2 separate regions of the Mus musculus genome follow, and region 1 is linked to region 2. A link is a contact called in public HiChIP or PLAC-seq data. All regions are on one chromosome and are shown on one strand. The core of a region is the stretch at or near the end of the contact, and the rest is flanking DNA. Distances in the headings are between cores, read along the strand shown. Region 1 holds the start of Asprv1 (aspartic peptidase, retroviral-like 1). Region 2 has its middle 6.0 kb from the start of Gm52866.

The links. HiChIP or PLAC-seq counts read pairs in DNA pulled down with a chosen protein or histone mark.
Region 1: a contact with region 2 is called in an H3K27ac HiChIP or PLAC-seq map of embryonic stem cells, with 5 read pairs. The contact joins the promoter of Asprv1 here to the enhancer-like site in region 2. A contact is called at or near these places in 1 of 39 promoter capture datasets (macrophages), 5 of 115 datasets of contacts at active chromatin or transcription factors (double positive thymocytes, embryonic stem cells, pancreatic cancer cells and 1 more) and 2 of 9 other capture datasets (adipose tissue and liver).

The regions. Positions count from the first base shown.
Region 1 is chr6:86,625,904-86,630,505 of GRCm38.p6, reverse strand. It overlaps Asprv1 (aspartic peptidase, retroviral-like 1), which reads right to left and starts at 2,332. Exons shown (of 1, transcript NM_026414.2): 1 at 796-2,332. The coding sequence starts at 2,332. The coding sequence ends at 1,313. It overlaps Gm46963, which reads right to left. Exons shown (of 4, transcript XM_017321863.1): 4 at 2,648-2,735. The coding sequence ends at 2,665.
Region 2 is chr6:86,504,261-86,509,040 of GRCm38.p6, reverse strand. No RefSeq gene overlaps it. Among named protein-coding and RNA genes, the nearest start is that of Gm52866, 6.0 kb to the right of the region's middle. Within about 2 kb of position 3,045, at least 19 of the 459 cell types and tissues checked have an H3K27ac peak or open chromatin away from gene starts, as enhancers often do. A contact at or near this core is called in embryonic stem cells, where this site is marked.

The sequences.
Region 1 (4,602 bases), core at 1,083-3,582, 120 kb before region 2:
ATAGCTCAGTAGTGAAACAGTTGCCTAGCATCGTGTGAGGCCCTAGGTTCAATTCCCAATATCACCAAGGAAAACAGAGGATCCCCAAAACTCTGCCCCCAAGTCCCAGCAGGGGACTGGCTACAGACCCTTTGCACAACTGAACTTCTGGCCTTGTGCCAGCTTCCTGGGCTCAGCTTTCAAGGCGTGGGCTCCACAATTCAGGACACATCTGCTCCTCTCTGGAGCACCCAATCCACTCCCCAACGCCTGGTGAGTTTTCAGAGTCTCAGAGGAGGCTGGGAGTTGGCAGAAAACCCAAGCTGAACAAGAGATGAAACCCACCCCAGGTTTAGGAATGCCCTCACCTCCCTCCCATCCCCTCCCCCAAATGAGCTACCCCATAGCCAAGCTGCCCCCAGCTGCCAGAGTCCCAGACCTTCCCAGGGTCCCGTCACACGCCCATGCCTGTCTCCTGGCCCTATTTCTACCTCTAAGCCAGGCTCCCTGGGCACCAGTAAGAACCTATTTGTTTGGCAGAAATGTCTTGATCGCCAAGCCAAAGACCTCACAAGATAGCCTTGGTCACATTTGAGCATAAGGGACAATTCGAATGCTAATATTGTAGATTGAAACAGCAGAATCGGAAGGCGTTAGAAGGATGAGAGGGTTAGAAGTTCAGATATCTGCAGTCCACCTTAGAAAACCCAAGACCCCACTGAACTGCTTGCTTTCTTTTGCCTCCCCAGGCCAAGCATTCGAGGATTGTGTTTTCCTCTCCCTCCCAACTCTGTCACAACTATCGAGCACATGACATTTTTTTTCCATGAACAGATCTTTATTGGTGTTTTGAAATAATTGAATTATTGATACAGGCTCCATGAGATTCAAGGCAAGTGACAGGACAGGAGGGAGCATCCTTGTGCAGGTGGGAGGACTCAGGGAGGACTCCCAGAGCAGCTGCCAGTCTCCTCCAAGCATCTGGATTGTGAGGGTCTTAGCCAAGACCAGGCTCAGCTCAGCAGGCTTGGGGACGTGAAAGTGACTGAGCCATACTTCAGGGGATCTAAAAGGGTCCTCTCTCAAGATTGACATTCCTGGCTTCCTCAGAAGCTCCTGCCAGCCTTGGAAGTCTTTGCAGACCTTGGGGACACTGCTTTAGGCCACCAAGCTGGCCTCCCTCCCCAAACAAAGGCAAAGCAAGGCCCCTGTAGAAGGAGGGAAACTGAGAACCGGTGTAAAGACTGGCTAGGCCGGATGATACCCCCCAGGACATCTGCTCCCCCCAACACAAAGTCCCCCTACCAATGCTGGGAACAAGAAATGGGGTTTCTTAGTGGGAGCCCTCCGGTGCAGAAGACCCCTCCTCTTCCTCAATAAGCTCCAGGTCAAACTCATCCTCCAAGGAGCTCCCGACAGGGAGCAGGCGGAACTTCTTCCCCTTCAGGGTGCAGGTGCGGTGTTCGAAGTCCAGCACGGCATTGTGGTCCTGCAAGACGTCTGTGCCAATAATAGCCTCTTCTGCGCTGGCGTTGGCCACCAGAAACTCGGCCTTCAGCTTTGTCTTGCCCAGGCTAATTTCTGTGTCCCACACACCCAAGATCTTCATCTCTGCCCCATTGGCCACTTTGACCACATTGTTAAAAGGACGAAGAGTATCCAGGTCACCATCAGTGACCTCCTCCCATAAGGCGGGGTGAACCACAGACACCTGAGCCCCAGAGTCCACCAGGAATCTCACAGGCACATGGCCAACCTTCCCTTTAAGGTAGTAGCCCTTACCCATGCTGTTGGCAAACAAAATCTCTTCGGGCTCACTGAAGGCCTCCCCAGGGGCCCCAAAGGCCCTCAGGAGGGCTTGCTTCACAAAACTGAAATCGCCCTGGGCCTGGGAACTGAGTCCATTGTAGACATCCAGGGCATCTCCCTTGAGCGACTCTTTCAGGAACCTCAGTTTGGTGGCATGATCCCAATGGTTGAGGTCATCAATGACTTCAAAGCGGTGCAGCCAAAGGCTGGGAGCTAAGTTAGTACCAGTGAAAGGTTCTGGGACGAAGGCATGCTCCCGGCGTCCTTCCTTGCTTCTGACTCCGCTGGTGGCCATCCTTCTGCTCACCTCTGGAAGTTCAGCAGTAACACAAGCCAAGTAAAGAAACGCACAGAAGAGTGTGGGCGCAATCACGCTGGAGAGCGAGGGCTCTGTCGGCTGGGCCGTGTTCTTGCCCTGCCTGGACGAGTTGAAGGGAGCCGGTACAAAGTGTCTGGCTGGCTGCTGGGCACAGAGGCAGGCTGTGTTCTGCTTCTTCTGCAGGGGCCTTTTTGATGCCCAACCTGGGCCCCCAGGGTTCCTCATTCTCCTTTGTTCTAGAAGCTCCACCCCTAGCCCCGCCCTCCTGCCAGCATCTTGCCTGACTAGCAGGATTGGTGCCTCACCCTCAGTACCTACGGGACACCTGCCAGCCCACCCAGTGAGTAAGACAGCCCGGGTCAGGGGATGGAGCCTCGGGACCCTCCCCAGCCTATGCCCTAGAATAGCCCAGATGAGGATACAGGTGTGATGACATTCAGATGTTTATCATTAGAGAAGAGGAGACAGAAAGCAGGTCTCTACCTGTTTCAGAAGAGGGGACCCCTTTGGCCTCACCCCATCACTGCTTGGGGCAAAGAGAAGGCATCTGCAGTCACTCATCTCTCACAGCCTGCACTGATAAGGTGACTCATACATTCTAAATTAACTGCGGATCCTGTACAATTCCCTGGAGAAGAGAACAGAGAGGGATCCAGAGTCAAAAAAGCATAAAAATCTATCATCCTATCTGCCCGTAGTCCACCTTTCTACCTACCTATGTATACCTCTGTCTGCCTGTCTGTCTCAATCGCCTATTCATAGCGTGTCTATCTATCATCTATTATGTATCCTTAGGTATCCACCTATCTGTATCTGTCTCCAACTTCTATCATACCATATATCAACCTATTTATATCTGCTATTTATTTACCTGTCTCTAAGATCTATCAATCATGTATCTATCTACTATCTATCTAGCTATCTGCATGTCTATCATCTATCTATTTTGCTTTTTTGAGACAGGGTCTTCCTGTGTGGCTCTGGCTAGCCTTAAACTTACGACTATTCTGCCTCAGCCTCACAGAAGGGCCCCCCTCACCATCCTGGCCACAGATTGGTTCTAAGTGAGTTAGGACCCTCCCTCATACATAGCACTTTTATATAAGCATATTTTACTGTGGTCATCTTCTTTACTGGGCACTCCTAACTTGGAGGCAGCCCACGGTGGGGCTAGGCCTCTGCCTATGGGAACCAGAAGTAGGTAGGCAGAAATCTTGAACTTCAGGGAGCGACGTCCTGAGTTCAGGATCAGACTCCAGGTCTCCACGGGCCCTGTGCCCAGCTCCTTGAGTACTGTATCCTCTCTCTGTGGCCTCCCTGCCTTCTAGGAGGTCCTCCAAGAGCTCCCACCCTCCCTCCCAGCTCCCTGGGCTCCAACCCTTCTCTCTCACACACCTCATCTGAAAAGCAGCCGAGATTCAATGGAGTTGTGCTTAGTGGAGAGGGCCTGGGTGGCTCTGGCCAGAGGAGCTTACCATGGTGACACCTTACCCCCTCCACTGTTGGGGTCATGGACAGTCCTGACTGTGTCCCCGACAATCACAGAGTAAATCTGTGGGCTCAAGGGCTCAAGCTGGCCTGTGCATGAAACAGGGACTGTAGAAGGATCCCAGTTTTATGTCAGTGTTCATATGTTATCTTTTCCAAGGAGTTCTCTACCCTGCCCCGGCATGAGAACATACCTCTGGCTGAACACATGTTCTGTTATACTCTCTTATGTTTGTTCACAAGTCCTCCTGTAATGAACCAAAGCTAGGGCACACCAACTGGACATTCATGACTGTCTCTTGCTCTTTTAGAAACTTATCCTGGGACACAGGGTGGGCTCTGCAGGGCCCCAGGCCAGCTATATGCAGTCACAGAGTGGGAGGTCAGAACAAGTCAGTGGGTCACCTGTGGCTGTTGCACCTGACTGAGCCTGCCCCTGTCTCTCAGACCATCCATCATTCACTCAGCACCTAGCTGAGGCCTCTGTCCTGCCTCTGTACAGCCCCAGGGTCCCCACCACTCGGCAAGCCCCTCAGCACCTCCCGCCTGACCCGGTGAGCCAACAGAGATGCATTTGGTAAACACCTCTCATCACAGCTGCCTGACTGAGGTGGGGCCAGGGTGGCATACCAGAATCCCAAGGGAGTGGAATTGATTGCTGGAAAGGAGAAGGTGGGTCTCTGAGGCAATTGTGCAATGAACCACACGTGTCCTGAGACAGGGCCTAGCCACCCACAGGACCGGGAAGCCCCTTCTGCCAGAGAAATGCTCGTGGATAGGCTTGACGTCCTGGGGAGTGAGCGGGGTCTTCAGAGGACATCACCTTGCACAGCCCTGGAGGTGGGGAGGAGTGGGGATGTGGCTGTGGGAAGGGAGAGTAAGGGTGGAAAGCAGTGAGATGGAATCCTCAGACCACACTTCTCCATGTGGAAGCCAGATCTCTTGGTCCAGCACAGTCACAACACGGAGACAGAGATGGAGCGGGTGTAGAAGGGCTGCCCTGAACC
Region 2 (4,780 bases), core at 1,796-4,295:
TGTGTGTGTGTATGCGGCATGACTTGCATATGGAGGTGAGGGGACAACTTGATTGTTTTTTTCCTTCTCCCCTCCCCCACCTCACCCCCATCCCAAACCTCACTATGTAGGTCAGGCTAGCCTTGAATCCATAGAAATCCTCACCTTCCTGCCTCCCAGGGGCTGGGACTAAGAGCATGCACTACCACAACTGGCCTTCAGAGGACAATTTTTTGTTTATTTGTTTTGTTTTTTGTTTTTTGGTTTTTTTCGAGACAGGGTTTCTCTGTATAGCCCTGGCTGTCCTGGAACTCACTTTGTAGACCAGGCTGGCCTCGAACTCAGAAATCTGCCTGCCTCTGCCTCCTGACTGCTGGGATTAAAGGCAAGCGCCACCACGCCCGGTTTACTAATAGCTCTTTAAGAGGTCCTGAGTTTGATTCCCAGCAACCACATGGTGGCTCACAACCTTCCATAATGTGATCCGATGCCCTCTTCTGGGGTGTCTGAAGACAGCTACAGTGTGCTCACATACATAAAATAAATAATTCTTTAAAAAAAAAAAGGCCGGGTGGTGGTGGTGCACGCCTTTAATCACAGATTTGGGAGGCAGAGGCAGGCATATTTCTGAGTTCAAGGCCAGCCTGGTCTGCAGAGTGAGTTCCAGGACAGCCAGGCTACATAGAGAAAAACAAAACAAAAGAAACTATGTTTAGAAGTGAGTTCCCAGTAAACGGGTTTCTCTGACTGGGCGTGGTCCCTGTAATCCCAGAACTATGGAAGCTGAGGCAGGAGGAATTCAAGGCCAGACTGGCCTACAAACCAAAGCTTGGTCTCAAAAAAAAGAATTTTTTTGAAAATGCTCTCGGCTGGTTGTGTCTCCTGGTCAGGTCCCCTCCTCCTCCTCCCAGCCACACCGGAGCTGTGCTCAGTCCAAACTCCTCCCAGCCTGAAGCTATTTTTCAGAAAGCCACCTGTAGTCACACCCAGCCATGTTAGAAAAATGCAATTGTGTGCTGGCCTTGGCAAATCACGTGCTAGAGCTGTATCCATACAGAGATGAACCTCATGCCTGCTCAAGAGAAGCCATGAGTGTTCCATACTTTTTATAAGCTGAAAAGGAGAGAGAGATGAACCTCATGCCTGCTCAAGAGAAGCCATGAGTGTTCCATACTTTTTATAAGCTGAAAAGGAGAGAGAGAAAATTGTAGCTGTGCCATGAGCTTTTTATGATTAGAGTTTGAAAAGGTCACATGTTTAGCTGCAGAAGTGGCTCGATGGTTAAGAGGGCTTACTGGTCTACCAGAGAGAGGCCCTGCATTCTGTTCCTAGCAGCCATGCCAGGAGGCACACAAGGCCTGTAACTCTAGCTCCTGGAGATCCAATGCCCTCTTCTGGCCTCCAAGGGTCCCTAAGCACACAAACTACACACATATGCTAAAGCATTGTTAGAGTTCTGAGCTTAACGGACTGTATAATCCTGTCTGTAAGCTTGCTTGCTTATGTGGAAAGTCGGTTTTTCATTGTTCTGCTTTTATTTTAGTTCAAGACTGGACTTGAACTCCCTATGTAGCAAAAGCTGCCCTTGAACCTTGGTCTTCCTGCCTCTACCTCTACAGTTCTTAATTGTGCCAGCAAAGAGAATTGTTTTAATTTTATGAAAGCATCTGGTTGGCCCAGGGGCAGGGTGGGAAGCTTACAGCAATCTTCACATCTCTAACTCTTCTCACTGGGCCCCACCTTCTGGGGGAGGGGAGTTGCTAACCATGGCTCTCCCAGCCCAGCAGCAGGAGTCACCTTGTCCCAGGCTAAAGTTTGGTTCCACATACACACAGGCTCTCCCCACCACACAGACTTACAGCACTACATACATAGTCTCTCTCTCTCTGTCTCTCAGTCTCTCTCTCTCTCTCTCTCTGTCTCTCTCTTACACACACACCACATACATGGACACACAGATTTACACACCACATACACACAGAGATACAGAGAGACTAACATATCACACATAATAGACACACACACAGACTTACCATATATACACACAGACTTACCATATACACATCACATACATACACACAAAGAGACTTACACACTACACAGACACACACACAGAGAGAAACACACAAACACTCACCACCTATACACAGAGACTCACAGCACACACGAACACCACATTCTCACAGCGATCTGCCTGCCTCTGCCTCCTGAGTACTGGGAGTAAAGGCCTGGAAAACACGCAAGGCCTGACCTTAACATTATTGTGAGAATAGTTTCATCCTCTACTCTGGAAAGCATCTCAGGTGCCCAGGGCTCTCTTTAATCACTCAGAAATTCTGTCCATGAAAAGATGTCAATACACACACAGGCTTGCACCCATGAGCTCAGTAAAGTAGGTCCCCATGTCCCAGGGCCCCAGAACTGATGTTTGAGAGAACATAATGTTGACTATGACTCCATCATAGCCCTGAAGCACCGCCTGCATCTCCACCAGGGAAGCCAGTAGTGGAAGTTAGGAACTCGGATTCTGCCTTGGGGCAGAACAAGGCAGAATTTCATCCTGCGGTGGGGGTGAGAGGAAAAAGTCACACCCCTTCTGGAACCCACTGCCCCAGCCCCAGCAGCAGAGCCTCTCCTTGTTGCCTCTCCCCAGAGCTGAACACTCACTCAGTTCCCCTGTGTATTAACTCAGTATTTTTTACCATTACATTTATTTATTGTGCATATGTGTAGGTACATGAATGCATGTATGGAGGTCAGAGGACAGCTTGCAGGGGTCAGATTTCTTCTTTTACCATGTGGGCTCCAGGAATAGAACTTCTTTATCCAGAGCCTTCTCACCGGAGGACTTCAAATCAAGATTTTTGTGGGTTTTTGTTTGTCCTTTTTTTTTTTCTCTGTGTAGCCCTGGCTGTCCTGGAACTCACTCTGTAGCCAAGGCTGGCCTTGAACTCGGAAATCCGCCTGCCTCTGCCTCCCAAGTACTGGGATTAAAGGTGTGCACCACCAATGCCTGGCTTTGTTTGTTCTTTGGTGTTTGTTCCCCCCCATCCCCCATCCAGGGGCCTTTGCCCCAGGCTGACCTCCAGTTTACTGTGTAGATAGAGGGTGACCTTGAGGTGCGGTCCTTCTGCCTCCACCTCCCTCACCCGGGGATGACAGACAGACAGACAGACAGACAGACCACTGCCCTTCACTTTTTACTTCCGAGGTTTGGAAAGCAAGGCTGCTCTGTAGGAACACATGGGCAGCTTGGAAAGCTTCCAGGCACTTCAGAGACTCCTGAGGCGTTTGTAGGTATCCGCTGTGGGGAGAGGACCGGGCTCAGAACCGAGGTTGGGAACTCACTGTTCTTGTGTGCTTTGCCCACAAAGGAAGAGCTGGCAGCCTGCTCCTCTTCCCCAGACTACAGACTCCCCTGTGGCTCTCCTGGATGCTTAACCTATTCCACTGTTGTTCCCTCCTCAGCTTATGGGCACCTTTTTGTCACCACCTGAGAAGAGAAGAGACTCCTCTCTCCTCCCATTTAGAGCTTCTCATGCCTTCTCTTCTGGAAAGCTTCTAGAAGGAGCAGCCCTTATGGAAGCAAACCTCACCTTTAGTTCCTTTGCTTTTTGGCCTTTTCTCCAGAAGAATGGGTCACCTACCCACTACCCACTCTATCAAGTCAGTGACATTGATATTCTGCCTGAGGCATCAAGGTGTCAAAGTGTCCTCCCTATCCTCACCCCCCCCCCCCCCACGTCATGTTTTACAAATAAACCTTAGGAACAACAATGATAAAAATTCTTTTCTTCTTCTTCCTCTTCCTCTTCCTCTTCCTCTCCTTCTCCTTCTCCTTCTCCTCCTTCTCCTTCTCCTCCTTCTCCTTCTCCTCCTTCTCCTTCTCCTTCTCCTTCTCCTCCTCCTCCTCCTCCTCCTCCTCCTCCTCCTCCTCCTCCTCCTCCTCCTCCTTCTCCTTCTTTCTGTTTTTTTCAAGACAGGGTTTCTCTCCTGGAACTCACTTTCTAGACCAGGCTGGCCTCGAACTCAGAAATCCACCTGCCTCTGCCTCCCAAGTGCTGGGATCAAAGGCCTGCGCCACCACCACCCGGCAATGATAAAAATTCTTACAAAGAAGATCTTGCAGGTGTGGTGGTGCACATCTGTCATCTTGGCTACATAACAAATTCCAAGCCAGCCTGGGACACGTTCAACACATTCAAATACCACTACTAATAAAAGGAGAAAGAGCCAGGCAGTGTAAAAGGGAAGGATACTGTGGCACTTTGCTTTTACAGTGTTTTGGGACTGAATACAGGGCACACATTCGCAGTCTCTCAATAAGACAAAAGCAACAGTATAAAAAAATAAAATTAAAATAGTGAAATATGAACCAGCAAGATGGTGTGGAGAGGAGAGATGTTTGTCACAGCCTGATGACCTGAGCTGGATTCCTGGAATCCACGTGCTCTCACGTGTGAGCAGAGACCCAGCTTCTACAGACTGTCACCTGACCTCCACACTCACACAGTGGTGCCCAGAAGAGCACACACCAATGAGGCCGAGTCAAATATTCTCAGTGAGATAGGCTGCTTGTTGAGCGCACAACACAAACTGCTGAGCCATCTCTGCTTCCCCTTCCACTAGTGAAGGGAAAAGTGGGATGCTGCCCTGTGATTGGTTTGCTTGTTTGTTTTAATCTACCAACCTAGCAAAGAAAAGTCTCCAGCGTGGTTAAGTATGTGGGAAATGAGCCAAGGCTACGTACAAAGACACTGTCTCAAAAACAAACAAACAAACAAACCCAGCAAGAATGTGG